3 separate regions of the Mus musculus genome follow, and regions 1 and 2 are each linked to region 3. A link is a contact called in public Hi-C and HiChIP or PLAC-seq data. All regions are on one chromosome and are shown on one strand. The core of a region is the stretch at or near the end of the contact, and the rest is flanking DNA. Distances in the headings are between cores, read along the strand shown.

Region 1 (4,335 bases), core at 661-3,160, 200 kb after region 3:
AGAGCTAGGATCACTGTAATGGCTATTCCTAGTTGTCAACTTGACTATATCTAGAATGAACTACAATCCAGAATTGGAGGGCACACCTGTGATCCAGACCTTGTGGCTGGAAAACACAAGTTGCTGACCTAGATCTTGGCATGGAGATCTTGTGGCATAGTGGCCATGAAAAGCTTAGGCCCAGGAAAGTTAGTACAGGACTTTAATCCCAGGAGACTGAGGCAAAGAGATCTCTGAGTTAAAGGTCAGCCTGGGACAAAGCAAGTTCCAGATCCAGCATGGTGGAAAACACCTTTAACCTGGGCCACACCTTCTGCTGGAGACCTACCTAAGGACATTGGCAAAAGAAAGATTCACTCTTCTTCTCTGCTTGCATTGACTTGCCAGCACATCTGTTGGAACCTACCTCTACACAAGACCAGCTGAAACAACTAGCCTTGTGGGACTGAGCAACTACTAGATTCTTGGACTTCCCATCCACAGCTGTCCATTGTTGGGTTAGTTGGACTATAGACTGTAAGTCATCATAATAAATTCCCTTAATATAGAGAGACATTCCATAAGTTCTGTGACTCTAGAGAACCCAGACTAATACAGTCACCTAGGGGACAAGTCACCAGGGTCTGGAGGGACGCTCTGGATTGGGCTGAGGTGATAGGATTTACCTGAATGTGGGTGTGTCAGTTTGTATATGCTTGGCCCAGGGAATAGCACTATTAGAAGGTGTGGCCTTGTCATTGTGGGTGTGAGCTTTAAGACCCTCATCCTAGCTCCCTGGAAGCCAGTCTTCTCCTATTGGCCTTTAGATGAAGATGTAGAACTCTCAGCTCCTCTTGCACCATGCCTGCCTGGATGCTGCCATGCTCCCACCTTGATGATAATGGACTGAACCTCTGAACCTGTAAGCCAGCCCCAATTAAATGTTGTTTTTTATAAGACTTGCCTTGGTCATGGTGTCTGTTCACAGCAGTAAAACCCTAAGACAGTGGGCAACTCTGTTCCATGAGCTGGGGGCCCAGACTGAATAAGAACAAGAACTCAAGCTGAATATCAGCTTTCATCTCTCTACCTCTGCTTCCTGACTGTGGATACAATGTAACCAGCTGCCCCACTCTTGCCTGCCATCTTGCCTCCTCCACTCTACTGGACTGGACTGCTAGACTATGAGCCAAAGTAAACCATTCTTTCTTGCAGATGTATTTTTTTCAGGTTTTTTTTTTCTTTCTGTTCTTTCTTTTCTTTTCTTTTCTTTTTCTTTTCTTTCTTTCTTTTTTTTTTTTTAAGAAAAAGTACTGCTACAGAAGCCACATTTAAATGCTATTGTACACTAACGTCATCTGCTTTTTCATACCAACAGCATTGTCTGATTGTTGAAGCCTACGGTAGGTAGTCTCATGGCACTGAGCAGAGGGCTCTGCAGAGGCAGCCTGGCTTGCAGTCAATTCTGTGAGTACTGCACAGGGACCAGCCCAGCTGAAGTCAGTTCTCCCAGGATCTAAGTGTTCCTTGGATCAACAACAAAGCAGTTTTCAGCTCCGAAGCGTTTGTACAATGGAGTGCATGCTTGCCTGTTTTCTTGAGCGGAATTTGCAGAACACACTCTAACCTTTTCCCTGTTGACTCAGCATGAGTCACCATTATGAATCAAAACCATAGAATTTTAGTACAAAAAGGAACCTCAGAGACTACTTAGCTCTGGGTTTTCATATTCCAGAAGCAGGGCTAGAGGAGTTTAGGGGGTGGCAAGAGGGCGAGGATGGGATGTGAATTTGGAGGGGCCTGATCGGGAGACCCCACTTCACCTTTGGTCGTGCTCTGATTTCCACATCTGAGACTCACGCATGCTGTGTGGATGCTGACAGTCCAGACAGCTCTTGACAGAGTGGTTACATACCCTGTTCTCTGACCTCTGCGTCTCTGTCTCCACAGTTGCCCAAGACTTGCTTATGTACATGGGAGGCTGGAGTAAGGTTGCACTCAGCTGGGGCTTGCAGCTGCTACCATTACTACAGTGGGCTCAGAGGAGCCTTTCCATATGAACCCAGCTCTATTCTCTGCCTGGCTGTCACTGGTCAGTTCCTGGGGCAGTTATGGCACCCTCCCTTGAGAGAACCCCAACTTCTCTCCCTCACTACTTCACTCTTAGATCTGGCCACCAAGTTAGGGACTGAAATAACCAAATTGTACTTTTCTGGCCTGAGGGAATATACTCAAGAGCAAGGTGTCTGCTAGGGGGGACATCCCCTGGCTTACAAATGGCTCATCTTGTGTCACCAAGAAGGTTCCTTTTCTGTGCCTGTCAACGTTATAACCTCTTAGTGGGCCACTAATCATGATGTTTAGGGTGTACCCTAGTGCCACACTTTTACCTCTTCAAAGGCCATTTCCCCAAATACAGTGACTCCCAGAGCTTCTAATTGTTGAAACATGGCTCAGTCCATGATAATCTTATTCATGGCTCGGCTTACAGCAAATCAGGCTTTGAGGACAGTCACAGTGATGATTCCAGGGCCTTTTATGTATTCTTTTAATGCGCAATTGGCCCTTACACAGACAACTGACTTCTCAAAAAGTTTTTTCTTACTACTGGGTCTCATTATGGCACTTTCCAAACAAATTTGTGTTTGTTTGTTTCCCTGCTTCTCTCATTTCCTCCTTCCCCCTTGTAACTTCCTGCTTCCATCACATGTGACTTTTTGTGGCCACACCCACTTCCTCAACACCTCCTGTTTCCCTCTTGAGGACTCCTTGCTAGTTCCATAGTCTATACCCCTGTCAGACACACACACACCCTTTTTACATATCTATAACAATAAAAGTTAGGATCTACATATGTCTTAGTTAAGGTTTTGCTGCTGAGAACAGACACCATGACCAAGGCAACTCTTGTAAGGACAACATTTAATTAGGGCTGGCTTACAGTTTCAGAGGTTCAGTCCATTATCATCAAGGTGGAAGCATGGCAGCATCCAGGCAGGCATGGCCCAGGAGGAGCTGAGAGTTCTACATCTTCATCTGAAGGCCAATAGAAGACTGGCTTCCAGGGAGCTAGGATGAGGGTCTTAAAACCCACACCCACAATGACATACTTCCTCCAACAACTTCCTGCCACACCTTCTAACAGTGCTATTCCCTGGGCCAAACACATACAAACCACTACAGCATATGTGAAGGAGTGTGCGAGTCTTCTCTTTTGGAGTCTGGGCCACGTCGCTTAATAAGCTACTTCCCAGGTCTACCTGTTCTCCTGCAAATTTCATAATAGTTTTATTCTTCTTTCCAATTGAGCAAACTTTTAAAGCTATGTATATGTGTGTTTATGTGTATGTATATATATGTGTATGTATGTGTTTGTGTATACCTGTGTATGTGTGTATGAGACATTTTGAAAAAATTATCATAGGTCTTGGAATAGTTCCCAAAAGCAGCATGTGGATAAGCAGTGCGTGACGGGCCCTCACTCTACCCACATCACCCTAGGGAAGGCAGGGATGAATTCTGCCCTGAGCTCTGGAAACTGTCTGCTAGGCCTATAGGGGCAGAAGGAGTAGAAGCCTGTAGGTGGTCCCCAGTCTACAACGCAGAGGGCCCAGGGCAGTAGAAGGCCATGCAGGGGGCGTCCTGGGGCTGGCAGTGACCATCTGTGCTCAAACTTGTCTTTAGCTCCATGCCTCTCCTCGAACAACAAGACAGTCACCTGGGTATTAAGATGTGATTAAAATTCAATAGAGCAAGGCACACACACACACACACACACACACACACACACGCTCTGTGCCTGAAGAGAACAAAGGTCCTTGAAGGGACAGAGGGGACTGAGCTGGCACTGTGTCCAGCCATAAGGCTTCCTGGATGCTTAGCATCTGCCATTGCTTTCCTGGCCCAGAACTGGGTCCTTACCTCTCTTATCCTTCTGACTGGGAGATGTCTCCTCCTTCCCACCTCCCAGATTGTCTGCCCATGCTGGCTGTGGAGGGAGCACTGCCTCTCTGCATCCCTATCCCTCAGCCCTGCAGGCAGGCCCTCCTTTCTTCTTTCTTGGTTCCCACCCCAGCAAAGCCACACCCTCCTGCTTTCTTATTTATCTTACTAGGATAACTGGGATACTTTGGGCACCAAATGAGCTCAGAGTAACAATGTTGCCTGGATTTTAGAGGAGGTCTAGGGAACCAGAGATTATCCTTTGTGATTCCTTTCTCCTAGAGTCCTGTACAGGTACAGAATTGTGGCTTTAAAAAAGACCGTAGGAGCCAGGGTACCTAGATATCTCTTGTGAAACAGGCTCTCCTAGAAACGGCTGCATAGACAAGACTGGAGCAATGGCACTATCAAGAG
Region 2 (4,838 bases), core at 2,240-4,739, 250 kb after region 3:
CTATCACATTCATGTTATCAAGGACCAGATAGATCATCCTTGACTCTTAGCTGCCTGCAATGGGGTGACTGCCTTCCCCATGCCCCAAAATGCGTATGTTGAACACCCAATCCTGTTGAAAACCGACTAGGCCATCCTCAGCTGGAGAAGGGACTCCAGAGGAGCAGATCGGATGGGTGCTTCATTCCGCACCTGCCGAGTCGGTCAGATGCCCGTTCACTTTCCGCTTACTTCAAGAACTGGCTGGCCCTCGTAGAGACAGAGCTGGTCGTTTTTGTTTTTAGTATGAAAGTGTTGTGATCTGGAACTGTATCTCAAAATGTTACTCCAAATAGAGTCACTCCACCTTGACCTCTATGGCATTTATTTATTTATCTTTTTCTTTAATACAAACACGTGAGTCATTTTATTAACCTGAATAATGGTTAAAGAGAAATATTTCCAGGGCTACTCGGTAGCATTGGTGCTAACTAAATGCAACAATCTTACAGACCTGAAGGCTGCCAGCCCCATGCACAGATACTCATTGGCAAGTTTCCAGCAGTGAGACACTGGGCTTGAGAGGCACGCCCTGCTGGGGCCTGTCCCCTGCCAGCAGAGGTGACATAAGAAGTACTTGGTTGCCTATGATCAGAAGCTGAGGCTTAGCATGCCCCCCCCCCACCCTTCCCCTGTGACTAGCAACCCCCATCCCATTTTCACAATGAGGTTGGGTTCCCATTGAGGCCGAAAATGAGAGGAGTCAAACTTCAAAGATCAATCCTCCTTTAGTTGTTAAAGCTCCCAGTCTTTAAGAATGAAGCTCTAAGAAGGAAACAGTATTCATTTCTAAGTTGCAGCCTTTTGCGGCGTTTGTAAGGACCTTGATATTTATGTTTCTGTTTTTGCAGCAGAAAGTGAGCCCTTGCGGACCAAGGTCATGTTTGAGTCATCCTTATAATTCCAGCCCTTGGCTTGGTTCCTGGGTACCGGGAGGGGACTCAGTTTTAGCTGAGTAAGTGACAGTCATTTGGAATAGGACACCCATGAGACACGGGAGCACAAGAGATGCTTCCATGATGGTAGTGGCTGGGACCAAGGTGAGATGGCCAAGGGCTGGTCACTGGTGTCAACCCATTTCTGTTAACATCTGCTAACATCCTGAAGGGAAAAGGGACTTGTGAGATTTGTTAGAATAGAGCAGAGTCAGCATGATTGCTGAATCCTAGGTCCCTGCAAGCTTCCTTTAGCTCCGGCACATCCTATAGATGGGAGGCCGGTGATGAAGCCATGGCTGATGAGGACTGTTTCAAGACCTGGTACCCGACATGCATTTTAACTTTAACATGTCTTCAGTCAGTCTGAGGCAGGTGTGGTCCTAAGGCCCCGTGATTTGAGTAGCCGTTCAGTTCATCACTGCCAACTTGACTGGCTTCAGAATCACCTAGGAGATACACCTGAGTATGTACACAAGGGTGTTTCCACGGAGGTTTAGCTGAGGAAGGCAGGCCCAAGATGAATGTGAATGATATCATCCCATGAGCCCAGGGCCTGGACTGGGCAGAGATGGGGAAAGGACAAAGGAAGCTGACGGCAAACTTCATCCCTTTAGACTGTGAACAAAGTAAATTCACCCTTAGTTGTTTTGAACTGGGGTTCTAGGAGAGAGCATGAACCTGTTTCCCAAAGTGGGTGGCTGTACACATGTGTCTCTGTTATATATTATAGTGTAAAAATTAAGCTACCTATACAGTTTCATAATATATGTGACTGGCTATAGACATATGGACTTAAGGTCTCCCGCAAAGCCACAGTGATAGTAGAGTTTATGCAGGCTGACAGGCTAATCAGAGCCTTTTGGTTATAAAGAGACAGAATATGGAAGACTCAGAGCCGCAGTGATCTTGGGCTGTTGTCGGTCTCGGTATCTGACCCAACTTATGAATATTTAGTTGTGATGGCTAAAAGAAAACTCCTTTTTGTTTTACACACCCATTCTAAATTCCTAAAAGATGAGTTCCTGGCAGCTTTGACTCCCGGCCCCCTCCCCAGGATTGTAAATACCTTCCTGAGAGAATTACCATTACCGGTTGCTCCAGCTTTTGTAAAACCTGCTTGTTGGTATGCAACAGGGAATGGGAGGGACAGCTCCTCACGCTGAGCTGAACAGAGTAACACAGTTTCTCACTCAGCTGGGCATTGGGAGTCTGGGGGAGGAACCGAGGTAACTGTGCTCTTTCCTCTGTGCACAGAGCACCTTCACTATGATTGTGGTCCCGCTGGCAGTAATTAATAAATTCATTTAATTATAACTTGAATTGAGTCTGTGGCCTTTCCTCCGTAGATTTGAACTCTGTAACATTGATAGAATCTTTGGAATGTATTCTTAGCAGACTACTGACTTTCACCAAGCCCAGAGCTAAGCGTATTGTAAGACAGCATTTGAAAATGGTATCGGAGACTTCCCACATTAACATAATTTGCCGATCTGAGGTTTCTACCAACATAGCTGGTCCATGAAACGACTCATCACACATATTTCTTTCTTTTGTTTTTGAGACAGGGTCTCACATAGTCTACATTGGCTTCACTCCGTAGCTAACTCTGGCCTGGTACTCCCGATTCTCCTGTCTACACTTCCCCAGGCCTGGGGTCACTGGGGAGTGCCACTATGACCTACTTTTGACCTACGACTAGAAAGGTACATGCGGACTTTTCTATAGCAGCACAAGTCACAGAGGGCACCCAGGATTGCCATTCCTGGCCTTGACCACTCATATGTGACTCACAATAAATTTTCTGCAATCCCCTTTATAGAGTAGGAGCTGTTATATATTGCTTGTCTTATATTATATGTATTTATTTGCATTGAACAGGTTAAAAAACCAGTCTTGTAAGTGCACAAAGTCAGGCTATAATGAGTTAAAACTCTTAACTTCGTATTTCTGATGTTGCTGCAAGACTGTGATTGATATTTAAAAAATGTTCCAAACTTCTTCACCTCAAAATACACATGAATTATACAAAATTTGAGAAATACAAGCATGAAGAACCAAGACAAGAGCTACCTTCTCACTGGGAATAAGCATTTCTGCTTTGTCATGCCTAAACCATTTGTCTATCTCTCTCCTGGTAGAATCATTAGAAAAGACTCAGGGGCTGGAGAAACGGCTTAGAGCACCAGAGGATCCTGGTTTGAGTCCCTGCACTCACATGATAGTTCATAACCATCTACAATCCAGTTCCAGAGGAGACAGCACTTTTTTCTGGCTTCCTTTGTAACAGGCACGCATATAATGCATATGTCAGGCAAAACATTCGCACACACAAAATTAAGTAAGTAAGTAAATGTAAAAAAAGTATATTTTTAAACTTGCAGCTAGGATGACAGATTAAAAGCTGCATCTGAGTGGATGCATAGACAGACAGGCAGACAGAGGACAATGGTTGCTGTACCACTAGGCCAATCAGCTCCTGCCAACTTCCTGACAGGCCACATTCATTTGCTGTATGCCAGGGAACTTGTAATAGATCCAGAGGTCTATTACTGCCGCTCCTCCAGGATGGAGGCCACAGCTGCCCTGCTAATCAGAAGTAACTTTCTCCCTCAGTGAACCGTTCATAGGAGCAGCCTGGGCTACTGGAAAGCAAACACACAGAGCAGATCCAAGTGGGCTAGGTGTGAGAGTGTGGAGCACAAAATGTAGCCAGGAAACCTGGATGGGAGGCAGCCTGCCAGGGGAAAATTGCCACCATTGCCAGGGGTGAGCTACACAGCAGAAGTACAAGCCAGCCAAGCCAGCTGGGGAAATTGGAGGCTGGTGGCGCACAGAGCTGCTCATGTGGGCAGGTCCTCCATAACTCTTCAGAGCCTAAACCAGAGACCCTGCCCCTGGAGAGGCCAACGCCCGATTCATCAGGGGCAAGAATGCAAGTTGCTGGGCGAGGCAGGGTAGATTCTGAAAGAGAGTAGTCTAGGTTCAGAAATCCTTCTGCCTGGAGAGACACCCACAACCAGCCTGAATTGCTGAGATTCCCAGTCCTCCCCAGCACCCTGTGGAGACGGACACTGAGGGGAGGGGGGCACTATGATCTCACTGAGGAAGAGGCACTAAGGGCAGCTTTCCGGGGAATTAGTTTTTCCCTATGTTTTTCTGTATTTCCTAATTTTAAGATTATTTTGATTTTTAAATTAAGTTTAAATTATTTATCATTATTAACTATTAATTATTATAATTATAGTTCGCAATTATATTAATTATTAAATTAAATTTGATTAATTTTAAATTATTCACACTCCTGTACTGTACTTTAAGTGTCTGTGTGTTCACCTACAAATATCTTCCTTATTTTATACTTCTCCAGCCACGTCTTCCAGTCTTGCAGTCTCCAACTGCAATGCTTCCTCTGTCACTCAGCAGACATCTCTTCTTTTAACCCCCTCAACCCCCCCACACGTTCTTTTCTCATTCCAAAGCAAGTTGGAAAGGTAGAGAAAATTCAGAGGACATGGGGAGGTATAGTGAAGTTTCTCAGATGGCAGCTCAAGGGACGGGTGATAAAGACGTTCCTCTCCCGCAGAGGTATTTACTTTCTAGTGAGCAAATTGTTTGTTTTATATTTCATAAATAACCACGATTCATGCCTGAGGCTGAGCCCTTGTGACCTACAAGGACTGCCTTACTCCTATGCCAGACCCCCCCCCCCCCCCAGCCCGCGAATCTCACAAACAAGGCTTTGTTTACAGTCAAAACATCTTAGTGTCCCCTGCACCCCAAATGATCCAGGAATTTACTTTATCAGCTGTAATGCAAGCCAGTTTGGAACCACCCCATCATCTCATGTAATGAAAAAGAAAG
Region 3 (4,752 bases), core at 973-3,472:
CTCCTGGGTGTAGACTGCTCACAGGTTTTGATTAGCTTGTCTTGTGTATCGCCTCACTGTGCCTTTTGGACAGGTCTCTGATCAGATCTAGGACTTGCAAACGTTTCCTCCTGTACTGTGAGCTTTGTTACCTTCTCATTTATAATTAATTGCACAGGACATGCAGTTTGATGATGACAGTTTCTTGGCCTTTGTTTCTTTGGCAGAGGATTTTGTACCACTAAGATGGCACTGCTGCATGTAAGGTCTCACCAAGACACTCCTGCCTGCTGCCAAATGTCTTAGTTCTTCCTCTTCCATTCCAAGTTCACTCTCTCTGCCTCGAGCTCCAGTTGGTCCCTTTTCGGACGCCTGGCTGTCCATGTGCTGTCTGCTGAGTACGCTTTCCTCTGAACAATATTGATCACTGAAGCTCAAACTAGATGGCCGTTGGAATGGGGGCTATTCCAGATTCTCAGTTCTGTTCCATCGGTGACACATCTGACTTCACTGTCTAGCCATGTCTTTGTGGCTCAGCATGGAGCTGGTTAATCACAAAGTGTTGTGGTAAGCTGTGAAAGTAGGGACAGGAGCCCTCATTTTCGTCCCTGTCCAGGCTAGGTCAGTCACTGTTCTCTGCGACTCTGTGGAATCGGTGCACGTGTCTCTGTCCTTTGTTCTTTCCATGGCAGAGTCCACACAACGTGTGTCAGGCTGTGTACTGCCTCAGCAAAGGTCCTGTGTGCACATAAAGATGGCAGAGGTTCTAGAGATTAATCAGCTTGGTACTGAGCTATAAAGAAATGGTGAGAGTCCATACAGGTACAATTACCCTTGTAAGCAGGTTTATTACTGTAATGCAAAGTTTCAGATAGGAGAACCATCTGTATCTGAGAAATAATGTCACTTTTGTGTAGTTTGGTGTTTTAAGTGATGTCAGTTTTCCTATTAATTCTTTTAGATATTTTACAATCTTCCTTAAAGCTAAGTCTTACAAGAATCTTTGTGCTCTCATGCATTATATGAAACTGGGGCCAGAACCAGATGAGGTTAATTGATACCAACAAATATGTTGAATTTGACTATCTGTAAATATTTTCACTTTTAAAACCAGGTAATTTTTTTCTTTTGTATCAATTTATTTTTTTAATAGAATTTCCCATCTGTTTTTTCCCTAAAGGAATCCATCTATCTATCTATCTATCTATCTATCTATCTATCTATCTTCCCTGTTATAAATGAAGTGTTTAGATTTGTTGTAGTTTGACTCTTTGTCAAGTATTGCTTTTCCCATACATGTTGTAAATTAAGTAGTGTTATTTCACTTTCTAACACCAAAAAACCAAAACAAAACAAAAACCCAAAACAAAAAATCACACCCCAATTCTCCCCCCCCAAAAAAAAAAAACAGATCAAAAGAACAACTTTTTGGGTTATAAAAATATGGATGTACTTCCTTTTAGTGATAACAGTAAACAAAGCCAAGAAAGGTAGAATAAAGGTTAAGTGTAGAGTGCCTGCCTGTGACACTGAGTGCCAGGCAGTGTGACCCTAAGTCCTGAGACAGGAGGCAGGCAGAGGAGCCTCTTTCTTCCTGGATAGCTTGTCAGGCTGAGGTGCACAGAGGCAGCCCCAGGCAGCAGGGTGGAGAGGCAGGTTGAACTTTGGAGCTGAGGCAGTTAGAGGTTGAGGGAGAGTCCTTGAGAGGAAGACTACAGAAAAGGCTGCAGGCGCCTGCTGTCTGTCAGGCCTCTGGGCTCTGCAGCCACAGACACATGTGTTTAGGGCACACACTACTCAAGATCAGGCAGAGCCAGGCACAGAAGTGCTGCTGCTGTTCGAGGAGAATCTGCAGAGCCAGCCGGAAGGCCAGCGTGATGCTGAAGTCTTTCTTAGGGCACTCAGGAGAGAGTTGGCGTTCCTGGCTTAGCAGCAGGGCCAGACTAGCCTAGAGAAAGGCTTCTCTGCTTTTCTGTGCCATTGCCTTCAGCATACTTGAGAGGAGGCATGAGGGTTGCAGGGAGTTAGAAATAAATTACAGCAGTCTACCCTTCACCCCAGATCCTAAAGCATGACGGCAAAGTCCAAGTAACAATATTAACTTTATGACATCAGTATCCAATAAAAATGACCAGTTACAGTACATGGCTGTGATTCCAGCATTGAGGAGGCTGAGGCAGGAGGCTCATCTTGGGCTACATAATAAGACCTTCCAAAACAGAACAGAACAAAACAAAACAGAAACATAAAACTAGTCATTCCAGGAAGCAGGAAAATATGACTCACACCCAGGGTAAATCTGCACTCAGCAGTGACAATCCCAGAAATGTAAACAGCCACGGCGGCAGCCAGAAGTGCTGTTCCATAGAAAGTCAGCTTTAGATACCTAAAATACACAAGGAGATTCTTGTAGCGCGAGTGACCTGGGATGAAAGGTGACAGCCTCTTGGGTGACAGCCAGAGCGGGATGCTCAGAGAGGTGGACACTAGGCTGTGAACGTGGGAGCATAGCAGCAGACAATGCTGAAGTGGCGCAGAGAGAGCACCCAGGAGGCACAGAGCACCAGGCTCAGGTGGCACAGGCAGCTGAGTTCCAGACACGGATGGCATGGGCACACAGGTGCAGGAAAGACTAGTGGCAGAGAGAAGCATTTTAAGTAATGGCTTCACATGCAGTCTGTACACACAGGCTTCACACGCAAGCTGCACACTCAGGCTGTACATGCAGGCTTTACACGCAGGATGCACACGCAGGCTTCACACACAGCCTTCACACTCAAGCTGCACACTCAGGCTGCACACGCAGGCTTCACGCAGCACAGGAATCCCACAGCACAAGCCTGTCACTGTAAAGTCACTGTGTACTCTGTGTTCAGTGGTTGTCAGTCCTGTGAGTGACGTCAGCGGCTTTCTCCTTATGCCCCATTTATAGTAGCTCTCTTCCTGTGTTCGTACCCCAGGAGCTCTGACAGAACCAACTTCCTTTGATTCTTCACCAAATCAGTTTTTCTTAGGTGTCCTTAAAAATCTTTCCTTACAAAGGCTTTATTATGCTTAGTCATAGCCTTGGAAGAATTGTAATTATCCTTAAACTAATGGTTACTTAGTTCAGTGCTAAATTCCTTAATTTGTATTTTTTTTTCTGGTATGTAGGGAGGACTACCCCATCTCAGACAGTGTCATAAAATATTGAAAATTACCTGATTTAGGAAACCCTTTAACTTTTACGTGATTTTTTCAAGTATGAAATGTGTGCATGTGTATGCATGTGTGTTATAGCCATTGGGTGAGCATCACGTTTGAGTTCCTTTTGCATCTGGTATCTGCTAATATTACGTCCATCAGTGCCTGTTAACCTGTTGGGGGCCATAGACTGAGAGTGTGATGAGACCTGGAGTAGAGGCGGAGAGTGCACAGGTGCTGGTGAGGGGCTTGTGCTGGGTTTCAGGAGCCTCACAGGCGAGCCAGGGAGCCACGAGTGCTTCATGCACTACCTTCATGTGTACATGTTGGTTGCATATTGAAAATTCTCTTAGAAGCTGCCTGTGATTTTTTTTTTAAAGATTTATTTATTTATTATATGTAAGTACACTGTAGCTGTCCTCAGACACTCCAGAAGAGGGCATCAGATTTTGTTACGGATGGTTGTGAGCCACCATGTGGTTGCTGAGATTTGAACTTGGGACCTCAGAGCTTTTAACCACTGAGCCATCTCACCAGCCCCCTGCCTGTGATTTTTACGCCTGGAACGTACAGGGCCTCAAGATCTCTATTGCCAGTAAGTTCCATGCTGGCCTTGGTTGGGAGAACAACACAATTAAAGATAAGTGGCGCACGCCTTTAATCCCAGCACTGAGGGGCAGAGGCAGGTGGATTTCTGAGTTCCAGGTCAGCCTGGTCTACAGTGAGTTCCAGGACAGCCAGAGCTGTACAGAGAAACCCTGTTTTGAAAAACAAGAACAAAAACAAAGAAAGAAACAAACAAAAACCTTGTGTATTTTTATCTGGAAGCCTTGAACCTCTGCTTAAAACCCTCCTCAGTTTATTCCATTTTTTATTTATAAAAAGTTGTTCTTTTCTTTATGAGGTAAGTCTTACATGTGTGTCTCCATTTCTTTTGTGGTGTCTCCATTTTCTTTTACGTCTTAGGAGGCAGCTTATGTGCTTAAGTCTTTCACAGTTCCTTAGGGGTCATTCTCTCAAGTAGAATTTGGGCTGGCTTTGAGGGCCACCGTTCATACGTGATGACTCTGAAACATTGAGGTCCCATGAGGGTATAATGGAGCTGCAGACCTCCTTTTGCGTGGCGGGTCACCGCTGGTGTGCCGCTCTCATGGTTAGGTTGTCCTTCTGTACTGCCAGCTGTTAGAAATCTAGCACATAAATCACACAGAGTATACACACTTGAAAGTGATAATAAACACGTTTCTGGTTGGTACGTTTACTGCTCTTTACTGGTGTGTGTGTGTGTGTGTGTGTGTGTGTGTGGGCACTGTTACTTGTTAGAACAGTGTGCTATTGCACCAAGTTTTGCCATCTCTGCCACCTGTGTGCTGAGATTGCTGACTGCATCAGGTCATGTCTGGTGGCTGACCTGCTGGAATGTACCCCAGTGTTGAAGAGACGTGTGACTAGAGATGGGAAGCCTCACATGGAAATAATAAAATCGCAGTCGTGTTGGACAGGTGTGTACCAGTTTGCCTATCTTACCTGCTAGAGTAGTGGTTGGCTGAGGCCTGTGGAGACAGGCTCACAAGCCTCTGTCTCCTGTGC

The links. Hi-C and Micro-C count contacts between places; a contact is called where the count stands out from the background. HiChIP or PLAC-seq counts read pairs in DNA pulled down with a chosen protein or histone mark.
Region 1: a FOXA1 HiChIP or PLAC-seq map of pancreatic cancer cells shows a contact between it and region 3. The contact joins two enhancer-like sites. A contact is called at or near these places in 5 of 484 Hi-C or Micro-C datasets (all in embryonic stem cells), 2 of 115 datasets of contacts at active chromatin or transcription factors (large pre-B cells and pancreatic cancer cells) and 2 of 9 other capture datasets (adipose tissue and liver).
Region 2: a Hi-C map of the N1E-115 cell line shows a contact between it and region 3, with 6 times the contacts expected there. The contact joins two enhancer-like sites. A contact is called at or near these places in 1 of 15 datasets of contacts at CTCF or cohesin (CD8 T cells), 15 of 484 Hi-C or Micro-C datasets (B cells, the G1E-ER4 cell line, the N1E-115 cell line and 3 more), 10 of 115 datasets of contacts at active chromatin or transcription factors (bone marrow-derived macrophages, embryonic basal ganglia, embryonic stem cells and 3 more) and 2 of 9 other capture datasets (adipose tissue and embryonic stem cells).

The regions. Positions count from the first base shown.
Region 1 is chr17:12,092,601-12,096,935 of GRCm38.p6, reverse strand. No RefSeq gene overlaps it. Among named protein-coding and RNA genes, the nearest start is that of Agpat4, 25 kb to the left of the region's middle. Within about 2 kb of position 1,910, at least 91 of the 459 cell types and tissues checked have an H3K27ac peak or open chromatin away from gene starts, as enhancers often do. A contact at or near this core is called in pancreatic cancer cells, where this site is marked.
Region 2 is chr17:12,045,007-12,049,844 of GRCm38.p6, reverse strand. The region is part of intron 10 of Prkn (parkin RBR E3 ubiquitin protein ligase); the gene reads right to left. Among named protein-coding and RNA genes, the nearest start is that of Gm46604, 16 kb to the right of the region's middle. Within about 2 kb of position 3,489, at least 61 of the 459 cell types and tissues checked have an H3K27ac peak or open chromatin away from gene starts, as enhancers often do. A contact at or near this core is called in the N1E-115 cell line and trophoblast stem cells, where this site is marked.
Region 3 is chr17:12,295,096-12,299,847 of GRCm38.p6, reverse strand. The region is part of intron 1 of Map3k4 (mitogen-activated protein kinase kinase kinase 4); the gene reads left to right. Among named protein-coding and RNA genes, the nearest start is that of Map3k4, 21 kb to the left of the region's middle. Within about 2 kb of position 2,222, at least 58 of the 459 cell types and tissues checked have an H3K27ac peak or open chromatin away from gene starts, as enhancers often do. A contact at or near this core is called in the N1E-115 cell line, pancreatic cancer cells and trophoblast stem cells, where this site is marked.